Linked DNA regions of Mus musculus: region 1 is linked to region 2. A link is a contact called in public Hi-C data. All regions are on one chromosome and are shown on one strand. Each heading gives the region's core, a stretch centred on a gene start, on an enhancer-like site or on the middle of the called end of the contact. The rest is flanking DNA. Distances are from core to core; before and after follow the strand shown. Region 1 overlaps Trip4 (thyroid hormone receptor interactor 4). Region 2 holds the start of Pif1 (PIF1 5'-to-3' DNA helicase).

Region 1 (5,582 bases), core at 125-2,624, 260 kb before region 2:
GGAACCCACATGAAGACCAAGCTGTGCATCTGCGTGTGTGTGGGGGGGTATGGGGTGTGGGGGGGTTGGCTGGGGGTGAATTGTTTCTTAAGTGTTTGCTTTTGCTATTAGTCATCAGGAAACAGGAAAAAGATTTTTATAAGTTATAGGCTAGAGCTATAGTTCATTGATAGTGCTTGGCCAGCATGTGCAAGGCCCTGTTTCAGGCACTACCACCACACACACAGACATGGCCACACACACACAGTGCAGTGTGTATATATGCAATTCACCTGGGGATCTGTTGGGAAGAGTGACATAATTAAGAAGTTATTGATCATTTTAACAAAAGGATGAAGTGGGGCCTTGCCGAGTTGGGCAGAAATTTTTATTTGGCTCTAAATCAGTAGTAGTTGCCAAAAGGTACTAACCTTTTTCCTCTCTGTTTGGAAAATGACAAAACAATGTTTTCTAAATGACTGGTGAGCAGTTTCCCCTCAGAGGAGAAGAAATAGCTGTTTGGCAGTTAATTACTTGTTATGTTAGACAGCTATGAAAGTTATGAGGCATGAAAGAGAGGTAGGCCCACCTCTGCTGCTCCTCGGGCTGGAACTCGTGATAAAAGTCTCTACAGACCAAAATAAAAGCACCTGCCAGAGTCTGTGCCCAAATTTGGATTGTTCCTTGATTATAAAGCTCATATTTCCCGACCTATTTATTATGCTCTATCAGTGACCCTTAGCTTAGCATCTAAACTGGATGTGACATTAGAGTTTATTTGTGTTCATTACCCTTGCGAATTGATTCTTGCTGAGCCGCTGCAGTTGCTGCTTTGTAAATCTCAGACCAAAGATACAAAGCCTTCTTTCCCTCCACCCCTCCACAGTGCTGGGCATTGAACCAAGGGCATTGTGCATGCTGATCGATCACCTCTGAGCTACAGCCCCAGCCTTGCTTATACTTTACTTTAATACAGTCTCAGTAAGTTGCCCAGGCTCTCTTTAAACTCTCTCTGTAACTTGTGCTTGCCTGCCTCAATCTTGCCAGCAGCTGGGACTAGAGGCCCACATTACCGGGCCAACTAAGCACTGCTTAGTGTGTAATGTGGCCCTTCGTGTCCAGACCTCAAGGGCAAGGGTTATTATATTCTTGAGAGATACAAGACTTATCCAAATGGACTTCTCTTTAGACTTCTGCTTTGTTCCTCATTTCTGTTTCTTGTGAACACTCTCAAGTTCAGTGGAAGTTGTGGTAAAAGGCTCATGATCCCAGCTGCTGGGACGGTGCCAACAGCATTCAACAACTATTCATTGATTGCCTAATGTATGTTGTGTCTGATCCTAGCAGAGAGAGGGGCAGAGAACATCCGGTGCCTTCCTCTATCAGTCTCCTTACTTTCTGAGACCATTTTCCACTGAACTTGAAGCTTCCTGTACTTGAGCCCTGTTTTTTTCACAGCAGATGCTCTTAGGCACTGAGCCATCTCCTAGCCCTCCCTCCAAGGGTGGGTGTGGGAATGTCTGCCCTTTTGAAGCTTTCATCTTAGTGAAGAGAAGCAAAAAATATAAATATATGTTATCAGATCATGGTAAGTACTATGGAAAAAGATAAGGTAGGAAAGAAGTTCAAAGTGCTAAATTTATAGGGTAATTGGTGCTGTGATTTCCTTATGTTTTCATTATTTATTTTTGTTGGTGCTGATTATTGAACCAGAGCCTTGTGCATTCTTGGCAAGCAGCAAGCACTCTACCGCTGATTTTTAAATAGTGGGGTCGGGAGAGATTTATGTCAGAATTGACATTTGAACAAAGTCCTGAAGGAAGAACAAGATGAAGCCATGTAATAGGGCTTTGAAACATTCTAGGAAGCCAGGTACAGAGGCAAACTCAACTTCTGACGAATTGAGTCACAGCCTCTCCTTTTGGGACTTTGAAAGTGAATGTGGGGTTTAGAGAAATTTAGCAGTATAAAAGGTTTCTAGACATGCAAGTACCAAAAATGAATTCAAATTCACATGAATATAGCTGTTTCTGGCAAACCTCATCCAAGGCTGTGTCAAATAACTTCACCAGAGCCTTGGTACACAGTTTGCATTATGCTTGTCACAGTACACAAGGTTGACCAGTGCTGCCTGGGTCTTCTTGACTCAGACACCAGACTGCTCTCTTCTGAATTGCTGTGCTCTTACTAGCCATACGAAATGGTTTGGCTTTTTTTTTTTTTTTTTTTTTTTTCTGTTTTGGAAACACTTTAATTATGAAAAATAAAAACCTTGTTTTTTTACTATCATTTCTCAGCAAATGAGTATCAAATTTATGTTTCTTTGGATGGTGTATAAATATTCATCCTATTGCTTGTTTGAGTTATCTTGAGTTTCACAGAAAATAGAGCAATATTTTTTATTTAATTTTATTTATATTTGATTTTTTAACTATTTATTTATTTATATGAGTACACTGTAGCTGTCTTCAGACACAACAGAAGAGGGCATCCGATCCCATTATAGATGGTTTTGAGCAACCATGTGGTTGCTGGGAATTGAACTCAGGACCTCTGGAAGCAGTCAGTGCTTTTAACCTCTGAGCCATCTCTCCAGCCCCCAAGAAATATTTTTTAAATGTATGTTTATGTGTAAGTATGTCTTGTGTGTGCAGGTACCTAGAGGCCAGAAGGGGGCATCAGACCCCCTGGAGCTAGAGTTACAGGCAGTTGAGTTGCCTGATATTGGTACTGGAAACAGATTCTAATCCTCTGAAAGAGCAGGAGGTACCCTTCACCCCTAACCAAGCTCTCTAGCACCTAACCTTAATTTTTAAACTTTTATTTTTATTGTGATAAACCTTATATAAGATACTTTTCCATTTTAAGCACATTTATGTGTTATGGATCAGTGACATTAAATATATTGGAGTATAGTTACCATCACTACCTAGTATCCTAACTGCCAACCTGCACCGATTAAATCATTACTTGTTTCCCCTCCCCTTTTAGTCCCTGGTATAACTACTATTTCACTTTTTTTGTTGGGGGAGGGAGGCTTGCTTTTTGAGACAGGGTCTCACTATGTAGCCCTGGCTGTCCTAGAACTCATTCAGTAGACCATGCTGGCCTCCAACTCACAGAGACCCACCTGCCTACCTAGTGCTGGGATTAAACTATGCCCAGCTACTTATTTTCATTTTTAAAAATGTTTCATTTCTGTTTTAAATTTTGAGTGTATGTATATGTACTACCTATGTACAGGAGCCATGAAAGTCAAAAGAGGACATTGGATCCCCTGGAACTGGAGTTATAGGCAGTTGTGTGCTGCCTTGGTGCTAGGAGCCAAACTAGGTCCTATCTCTCCAGCCCCTCTCCTTCCTCCCTCCTTCCCCCCTCCTTCCCTTTCCCCCTTCCTTCCTTCCTTCCTTCCTTCCTTCCTTCCTTCCTTCCTTCCTTCCTTCCTTTCTTCCTTCTTTCCACCATGTGTGCTTGCATATGCTCAAGCATGTAAGTCATGGTGTATGTGTGGAGGTTATAAGGCAACTTTATAGAGGTAAGAGGGCATCTAGTATCTTCGCTACATTTTTTTATTTATGGACAGCCTTTTGCTTGCTAAGTGCCTTTACCCTCTTAGCTAGCTAACTGGTTCCTATTTTACTTCCTATCTGTGTGGCTTTGCCTGTTCTAAGTACCTTTTTAAGTAGAATCATGAAGAATTTATCTTTTTGTGTCTTATTTCATTTATCATATTTCCATAGTTTTCGCATCTTATAGAATGTCTTAGCATTTCCTGTCTTTCTCAGACTGGAAAATACTTTGATGGAGATAGATTCTTCATATTTTTTTATTCATCAGTTATAGCACTGTTGGTGTCGCTTAGAACATTAGTGTGCAAATACCCATTTGAGATTCTTTTAATTTCTTTTCTGTTGCTGGGGATAATGATAATTCTCTGCTGAACCTTCTAAGGAGCCTTCAAACTATTTTCCACTGTGGCTGTGGCACTTTACATCACATCAGCAGTGCAGAGGGGCCTGGCGCCTCATACCTTCGCCACCTTTTCATTAGGCCATCTTAGTATGAAATGGTGTGGCGATTTGTGTGTGCATATATATATATATATATATATATATATATATATATATATATGTATGTATATATATATATATATATATACACATACATATATATATATATATATATTCCTTGTGCGTGGAAATGTCGTGGGGCATATGTCACAGTGCATGCTTGGAAGTGAGAGACCAACTTTCTTTATCTGGAGTTGTTCTCTCCTACTGTGTATATTGAAATCAGGGCATCAGGCTTACCAGCAAGTGCCTTGCCTTGCTGAGCCATCTTCCTTGTGTTTTGATTTGCATTTCCAGGACCTTGGAAAATCTTTACAGATAGATTTCTATTACTCACATTGAAGGAGAGCAACAAGCTTGTAAATACAACTAAGGCTGGAAGATGAAAAACAGCCAAGAAAGTAGGAAAACTAGGAAGAAAATGATATCCTAGAAGTTAAGTGGGGACCATGTTTAAGACAGAGCTATAGACATTTCTGTCAGGCTAGGGATGTAGCTCAATGCTAGAGCATTTGCTTACCATATGGGAGACTTTGGATTTGATCCCTAACACCATAAAAATATATATGCTAAATAAATGGGCTAGCCAGGTGTGATAGCACATCCCTAATTTAATCCCAGCATTTACTGGAGAGGCAGGGACAGCCTGTCAAATTCTCTAGGATAGCATAATTAAGATAAAAACCAAGAGCTGATCATTTAATTTAGCAGCATGGAAGTCAGCAGTGACCTTTACAGGAATAATTCTATAGCAAATTAAAAATAGCTGGGTATGGAGGTACATATCTTTAATCTCAGCACTCCAGAAACAGATGGACTTCTGTGATTTGGAAGCCAACCTGTTCTACATAGTGAGTGCCAGAACAGTCAGGGCTATGTAGAGAGACTCTGTCTCAAACAAACAAACAAACAAACAAACAGGGTAGAGGTGTGCAACACAATCATGATCACCTGAGTTCCATCACCACGTAAAAAGTCAAATGTGGTGGCTCACATCTTCAGGCACAGCACCAGCATTCCTAAGGTGAGAGGAGAGAAGAAACTTAGGAATGCAGTAGAAGTAACAGAGATCCTGCCCTGAAACAAGGTAGAAGGCAAGAACCAGCTCACAAAATCTTGTCCCTTGGCCTGCACACATTGGTATTGTTTAGTTCTTCTTCAACTTTTTGAGAGGTAATCCTCTTGGAACCTGGAGCTCACAGATGTAACTGGGCTGCTCAGCCAGTGAGCTGCATGGATCCTACCCCGCTCAGTGTGCCTACTGATTCATCCTCCTGACTCCTCTACTGCGAATATTTTCATTTTGTTAATGAGTATGTTATTGGTGTCTGATGGTTGATACTGTTTATATTTTCTAAGAATACATGCCACATCTGCCTCACTAAAGGCCATCATGTATGCATAGGACCAAGAAACTGAGAAATCCCCTTTGTTTTTTCCACTGCATCACTTACATTCATCAGTGTGGTCAGTAAATAAATTTAAGTATTTATGCTTCTATTATTAGTTATAGACAAATTTGAATATTCTAAC
Region 2 (6,143 bases), core at 3,564-6,063:
CACAACTTTTGGGTTATAGTTTCATCTGTAAATGTACATAGAGCTTGGGCCCAGTTTGCCAGGGATGGGGGTGGAGGGGATGTCACACCTGTTCGATGGCTCCTCCTGGCCCAAGCCTTCTATTTACCTGGCAGTGCCTTCAGCCACTTCTCGTTGGTCAGGGCCACATCATCCTGATGGGTACATAGTCTCGTGGCTACAATTCCATCTCGTCCCACCTTATGGGCAGCTGTGGCCCTGAGCTGGCGGGTTACTTCATCTGAACATCTGTGGGGGCTGCAGTGTCAGACCAGAGATCCCCTGGACACCAGAAAAGGTGGGGACAGTATGGCCTGCTGCACAGGCCAAGTCTTGGGACTCAAAAGGGGCACCAGAATAAGCTTTGCTGCTACCCGACCCCCAGCCAGTCTACTTATCCCTCAGGTGTGGACAGTGAACATGGGGATAAGGATGCTGGACTCTGAACACAGGTGGACCCACTGCTGGCCACCCCTGAACCCAGTATTCCTGAAGAAACAGGATATCATGAGCGACCTCTGGCCAGAGGTTTGCAGACCTGGAATAGGATGCTGGTGTTGATACACGGGAATACTCGCTATCCTGTCATCAGATCAGCCTCTCCAGTACAGTCTTCTAGTAACTTGCCTACGGCTTTGGCTGAAAGAGCTAGCCTGGGTATTTTTTTTTCTTCTTCTTCTTCTTCTTTTTCTTTGTCTTGTGTGTGTGTGTGTGTGTGTGTGTGCACACTTCTTTTTTTTTTTTTTTTTTTTTTTTTAAGATTTTTATTATTATATCTAAGTACACTGTAGCTGTCTTCAGACGCACCAGAAGAGGTCATCAGATCTCATTACAGATGGTTGTGAGCCACCATGTGGTTGCTGGGATTTGAACTCAGGACCTCTGGAAGTGCAGTCAGTGCTCTTAACCACTGAGCCATCTCTCCAGCCCAGTGTGTGCACTTCTACAAGCTAGAAGTCAATGCTGAGTCTTCCTTAGTTACTCTTAGCCAGTGTTTATTTGTTTGTTTTTGTTTTTCCAGACAGGTTCTCAGTATGTAGCCCTTACTGTCCTGGAACTCACTATGTAGACCAGTTGGTCTTGCATTCACAGAGATCTACCTGCCTCTGCCTCCAGAGTGCTGATTTAAAAGCATGTGCCACTACACCTGGCACTTTTTTTTTTTTCTTTCTTTTTTTATTTTTTATTTTTTTTTATTTCTGAAACAGGGTCTCCTACTGAACCTGGAGCTTAGTTAGCAGGCCAGCAAACTGAAGAGTTCTCCTGTCTTGACCTCCCTAGCACAGGAATTTACAGGCATCTGCTGTCAACCTCAACTTTTTACATAGGCACTGGGGAATCCAAACTCAGGTCCGTGTGCTTGTGTAACAAGCACTTTCCTGTCTGAACCGTCTCTCCAGCCAGCTAACCTGTGTTTCTATGTGAGGTATGGTATAAGGAGTGGGTTTGCTGTTGTTTTTTTGTTTGTTTTGTTTTGAGAGAGAGTCTTTCTAAATAGCCTAGGGTGGCTTCAAACTCACTCTTCTACACCTCAGCCTCGAGTCCTGTGGTTGCAATTGTAAGCCACAATGCCCAATGCCATAGCATTTATTGGTTGAGTGATGGATGGATTGATTGATTGATTGATGTTATATCATTTTTGACTATATTCTATGCTAAGTTGTCCCAGACCTTGTTTTCCTGTACAGACTGTTCAATCCTGAGGACAAGCATCGCTCCCTCTTCCCTGGACTACGTGTGGTTACCTAAAGCCTGTAAGTCCTAGGACTGAGGAGGTAGGGGTAAGAGGATCAGGGGTTCAAGGACATCCAAATTCTCTACCAGCTTTGGCTACATGGGACCTGCCACCCCCAAACATAATAACATAAACCCATTCATGCATTCTCATCTCATGGCCGCTTTTCCGGGACCTACCTGCCTAACCTCACAGCCTGCAGTAGAGAGATGAAGGTCTGGTCTGCTTGCCTCCACACCTCAGTCAGCTCCAGAATCACAGGCACACACCTCCTCCAGCTCTTGGCCTGGTGGGGAAAGGACAGGGGTGAGTCAGGGATCAGAGGAGACTCCCCCACAAGCATAGGATCAGAATCGGGATGTAAGTCCCCCACAAGCAGAGGTCAGGGTTAGGGTGTGACCAGTACCTGAAAGCAGAACTGAGGCTGCTGGGAGCCTTTGGTCACTGGTGGCAACTGTAGGAAGTCCCCACAGATGATGAGCTGGATCCCTCCAAATGGCTTCTTCTGTTGCCGGACAGCTCTGGATGGGAGCAGGGAGTGCTTTAGAGACGGATGCTCGGTGGGCAAACCCCTTGGAGGAAATAACCAGACTCAGGTCTCAGTGACTGCCCTTGCCGTCCGTACTGACCTGGCCACAGCTTCCAACTTGTCAAAGAAGTCTGCCTCCACCATGGAGATCTCGTCAATGACCAAACGTTGGCAGTTCAGCCAGCCCTGCCGCACACCTGGCCGATTGGCCAGGGCCATGCACTGGGCCAGGGGAGCCTGGCCTGAGCCGATGCCTATGAGTGACGCAATTCAGTCTGGGCTGAAATCCCAGCCCCCCTCATCTCTCCCTCCTTTGCCACAGGTCTGGCTTGCTCTTACCCCAAGCCCAAGGGCTCACACTTACCTGCAAAGGCATGAAGGGTGGTGCCCCCAATGTGGCAGGCTGCCACCCCAGTGCTGGCAGTGGCCACAGTACCAGTAGGGGGCAGGGAACCCAGGATATGTTTCAGCAGGTAGGACTTTCCTGTCCCTGGGTAGTAGGCAAAGTCAGAGTTGCCTGCCTGCTCCCCCCTAGGGCTGCCCACCACCTTATTCCTGCTCTATTACCTGCGCTCCCAGTGAAGAAAATGCTCTGGCCTTTCAGAACCATCCTCAGCACAGCGGCCTGCTCTTCAGAAAGCTTCGGTTTGGTGGAGGGCATGCGCAGCTTCTTCACAGGCAGGGGCCACCTTGGAGCTTCCTGGGAGGAACAGGGCTGTGTCAGAACCTCCTGCCATGCTGCTTGGTCTGTATGCACTGCAAAACAGCCCTTTGCTGTGCTCTTGACGTCACTTGGAACTTTGAGCAGGCTTGGGTCATCCGAACTTAGTCCCGACAGATACCAGACTTCATTTCTGGCTTTTCATCAGTTCAGTGTCAGGCATCTTAGATTGGTGACCACACCCGATCGAATCTAAAAGCTCCGTCAGATCCACCTGATGGTTTTCTCCTCAGGTGATTGGACGATTGCCTGCCCCTGATCCCTTTCTATTATTTCCCAAAGTTCCTCTCTTCTGGGACTTAATACCCGTTCTTTCCTCTAAGTTTTTGTCTTGTCTCCTCCGCCGCTATTTCTTTGGATGTGGCCAGGATCCTAGTTTCCTGTTCTCAGCTTATCTAATCTTGGGACTTACTGGTGGGTAAGCATGGATGATTTACACCTCACCATCATATTCAAATAAGGTACGATGGGCATTTCAAATCACCAGCTGTCTCCTTAATACTCCTGACTATCTTCCCCCAACCTTGGGCCTCCAGGGTTTCTTCGATCCTCAATAATAGCTCGCCCACACTCCCTTTTTGGTTCTCACCGTACTAGTCTGGGATTCCATTGGCCGCTTTTCCAGCGCAGAATCTGGAGCCTTGGTGGCTGCAGCACGCTGCAGTTCCTCTGGCTGCACTGGACTGATGGTGACAAAGTCTCGGGGCCGCGGGCCGAGCAACTGTGCGCGGGCAGAGGCGGGTCCCGGCCCAGGGGCAACCGCCAGCTTCAGGCGCAGCGTGCGCAGGAAGCGGCGCAAGCGCTCCGGGGGACAGTCGGAGAGGAGCAGTTGCACTGAGCCAGCTCCAGGGACTCCATCGGTGGGGAGCCGCAACGTGCTGCGCCCAGTCGCAGCGAAGCGGGTGAAGAGGCGCACGGCGCGTAGCGGGAAACAGCGTGGCCGCCCCGTGGGTCCCGGTGCCTGCAGTCGCAGCATTAACTCACGTCGTTCGTTTCGACCTAGGCTCAGCTCTGCGGCGCGCAGGGCCTGGCGCTTGCGAGGTTGCCCTCCAGGACTCAGCTCCTCCACGGCTACCCGGCACCGGAGCTCCGCATCGTCACATTCATCGGTCGCCGCCTCTGTGCTAGAAGGCATCTCCAATGCCTCTGCAGGCGTGCAGAGACCGGAGCGCATAAGTCACAGAAAATCGAGATGTAATAGGTGGTATGGCTGCGGTGACGGGAAATCCTGTCCAGACCTCTTAGTGTCAACAGGTTGTCACTGGTAACAGAAGGTGCCACCAAGATATTCCAAGCACTCTGGAGCGAGGAGAAACGTCCTCTGCTGCTGGAAGGTGGGGTCACATGCACTTAGGATTCGCGAGCGATTGTCCTGCAATGTCCACATTAGAAAGGTGTTCCTGCTCAGAAAAGAAGCTTGTTGAGGAGACTCACCCAGGCCAACAGGGGACTCGTTAGGGACTTCTACCCAGGAAGCAGAACAATAATCACACGTTGGGCGATGGGAAAGAGACTGGCTGGAAGTGAAAACAGGCTGAGACTTGCACACCCCCTTCAATAACCAATTAGTAGGTATCAGGGTCAGTGTGGTTCCAGTGCTTTGGAAAGGGTAAATGATTAGGGAATGTCTGGAACCTCCAGGCCCAGGAATCCATTGTCCCTCCGTCTGACCCACGAATCTGTACCTCTCCCAGCGAGGATCACTAAAATAATCGCGTTCTTTGCCTCCCACCTCAAGGATCCGATAGACTCGTTGCTTTCAGATGAAAAAGCTGATCTGAACCGGCCGGCAGAAAGCTTCAGCAGGAAGAACATTCAAATACTAGGAATAGAAAAACCACCCTATCACCGGCCTGGTCTTTAAATTCTCTAGCCAATCAGGGACAGGGGCGGGGGCGTGTCTACGGGCCGGCGTTTCTTCGTCTTTCCAACTCTCTGAGGACAGTTAACCAGAAGCAGGCTTTTTGTGTTTGGTCTTGGGTGCGTTTTAGAGTTCCACGAGTGGGCGTGGTGGGGTAGGGATGGGGCTGCGGCTCCGTGGCGCGTGGCGTATTGTTACCCAAGGCGGCTCTAAAGATTTGAGAACCCTTCAATTTACGCTGTCTGCTTTTCTCATTCTACCACCACCACATGACTGTGCTTGGCTTTGGGGAGACCCTGTTCCCACCCACAGAACGAACCACTGGCTCCTGTTCAGGTCATTCCCTGGGCCAGCCAAGTCCGCTTCCCTGTTCCCTAATTCTTTGCCCTTCTCTGCCCCCTTGTCTTTTACCCTGCTGAGACTACAGATGTCCAGTGGTTATAAAGGAAGCCAGTTAGTCCTTGTTCTCAGGGAATTCTTACTCCTCTGGTTGCTTTGACCACTCCGAGAATTTATCTTTTTCAGTTGGGGCCTTGTTACATTTTATAGGCTTTTTTTTTTTTTTTTTTTTTTTTTTTTGGTTTTTCGAGACAGGGTTTCTCTGTGTAGCCTTGGCTGTCCTGGAACTCACTTTGTAGACCAGGCTGGCCTCGAACTCAGAAATCCGTGTAGGCTGGTTTTAAAAATTCCTGGCCTTAAGGGATCCTCCTTCAGCTCCCTAAATAGCTGTGACTATAAGCACTTGACAAGATCCAGCTTTGAAAACTTACTTTTAATTATTATTTTTCCTTCACTGAAGTTTGAAATTACATAGCTGGAAGGGATCTTCTGGGTGGGTCCAGTCACCTCATTTTACAGATAATAATAGCCACTACAAACTAAATTCATTCATTCTTTCTTTCTTTCTTCTTTCTTTCCCCTCCCCCTCTTCCCTCCAAGATATCATATATCCAAGGCTAGCCTCAAATATCTCTAAGTTGCTACTCTCAGGGACATAACATTGAGTTTCTGATCTTTCTGCCTCCACCTAAATGTTACAATTCCATGCATCTACCACTGTGGCCAGTCAGCGCTGAGGATCAGAGTGTACAGCCCTCAAATTTGATATTCAAAATAAGAATTATAAGAATTGTTAAGAATTATTTTACTTTATGTGTATGAATGTTTTGCCTGCATGTGCTCCACTTGTGTGCCTGTTGAACCTCCTGAAACTGATGCTTGTGAACCACCACGTGGGGTCTGGGACTTGGAGATCTCTGCAAGACCCATGTGTGCTCTT

Evidence for each region. A called contact is a pair of places that touch in the nucleus more often than the background predicts.
Region 1: a contact with region 2 is called in a Hi-C map of liver, with 2.2 times the contacts expected there. The contact joins the enhancer-like site here to the promoter of Pif1 in region 2. A contact is called at or near these places in 12 of 39 promoter capture datasets (the 3T3-L1 cell line, 3T3-L1-derived adipocytes, the HPC-7 cell line and 5 more), 1 of 15 datasets of contacts at CTCF or cohesin (large pre-B cells), 32 of 484 Hi-C or Micro-C datasets (the 3T3-L1 cell line, 3T3-L1-derived adipocytes, CD4 T cells and 22 more), 22 of 115 datasets of contacts at active chromatin or transcription factors (the 230-238 cell line, the SCID.adh cell line, bone marrow-derived macrophages and 12 more) and 5 of 9 other capture datasets (adipose tissue, embryonic stem cells, liver and 2 more).

What each region holds. Positions count from the first base shown.
Region 1 is chr9:65,840,338-65,845,919 of GRCm38.p6, reverse strand. The region is part of intron 12 of Trip4 (thyroid hormone receptor interactor 4); the gene reads left to right. Among named protein-coding and RNA genes, the nearest start is that of Zfp609, 16 kb to the right of the region's middle. Within about 2 kb of position 1,374, at least 45 of the 459 cell types and tissues checked have an H3K27ac peak or open chromatin away from gene starts, as enhancers often do. A contact at or near this core is called in the HPC-7 cell line, Th17 cells, adipose tissue and 6 more, where this site is marked.
Region 2 is chr9:65,585,844-65,591,986 of GRCm38.p6, reverse strand. It overlaps Pif1 (PIF1 5'-to-3' DNA helicase), which reads right to left and starts at 4,813. Exons shown (of 12, transcript NM_172453.5): 1 at 3,593-4,813; 2 at 2,850-2,982; 3 at 2,647-2,772; 4 at 2,383-2,536; 5 at 2,160-2,274; 6 at 1,933-2,039; 7 at 128-267. The coding sequence starts at 4,138.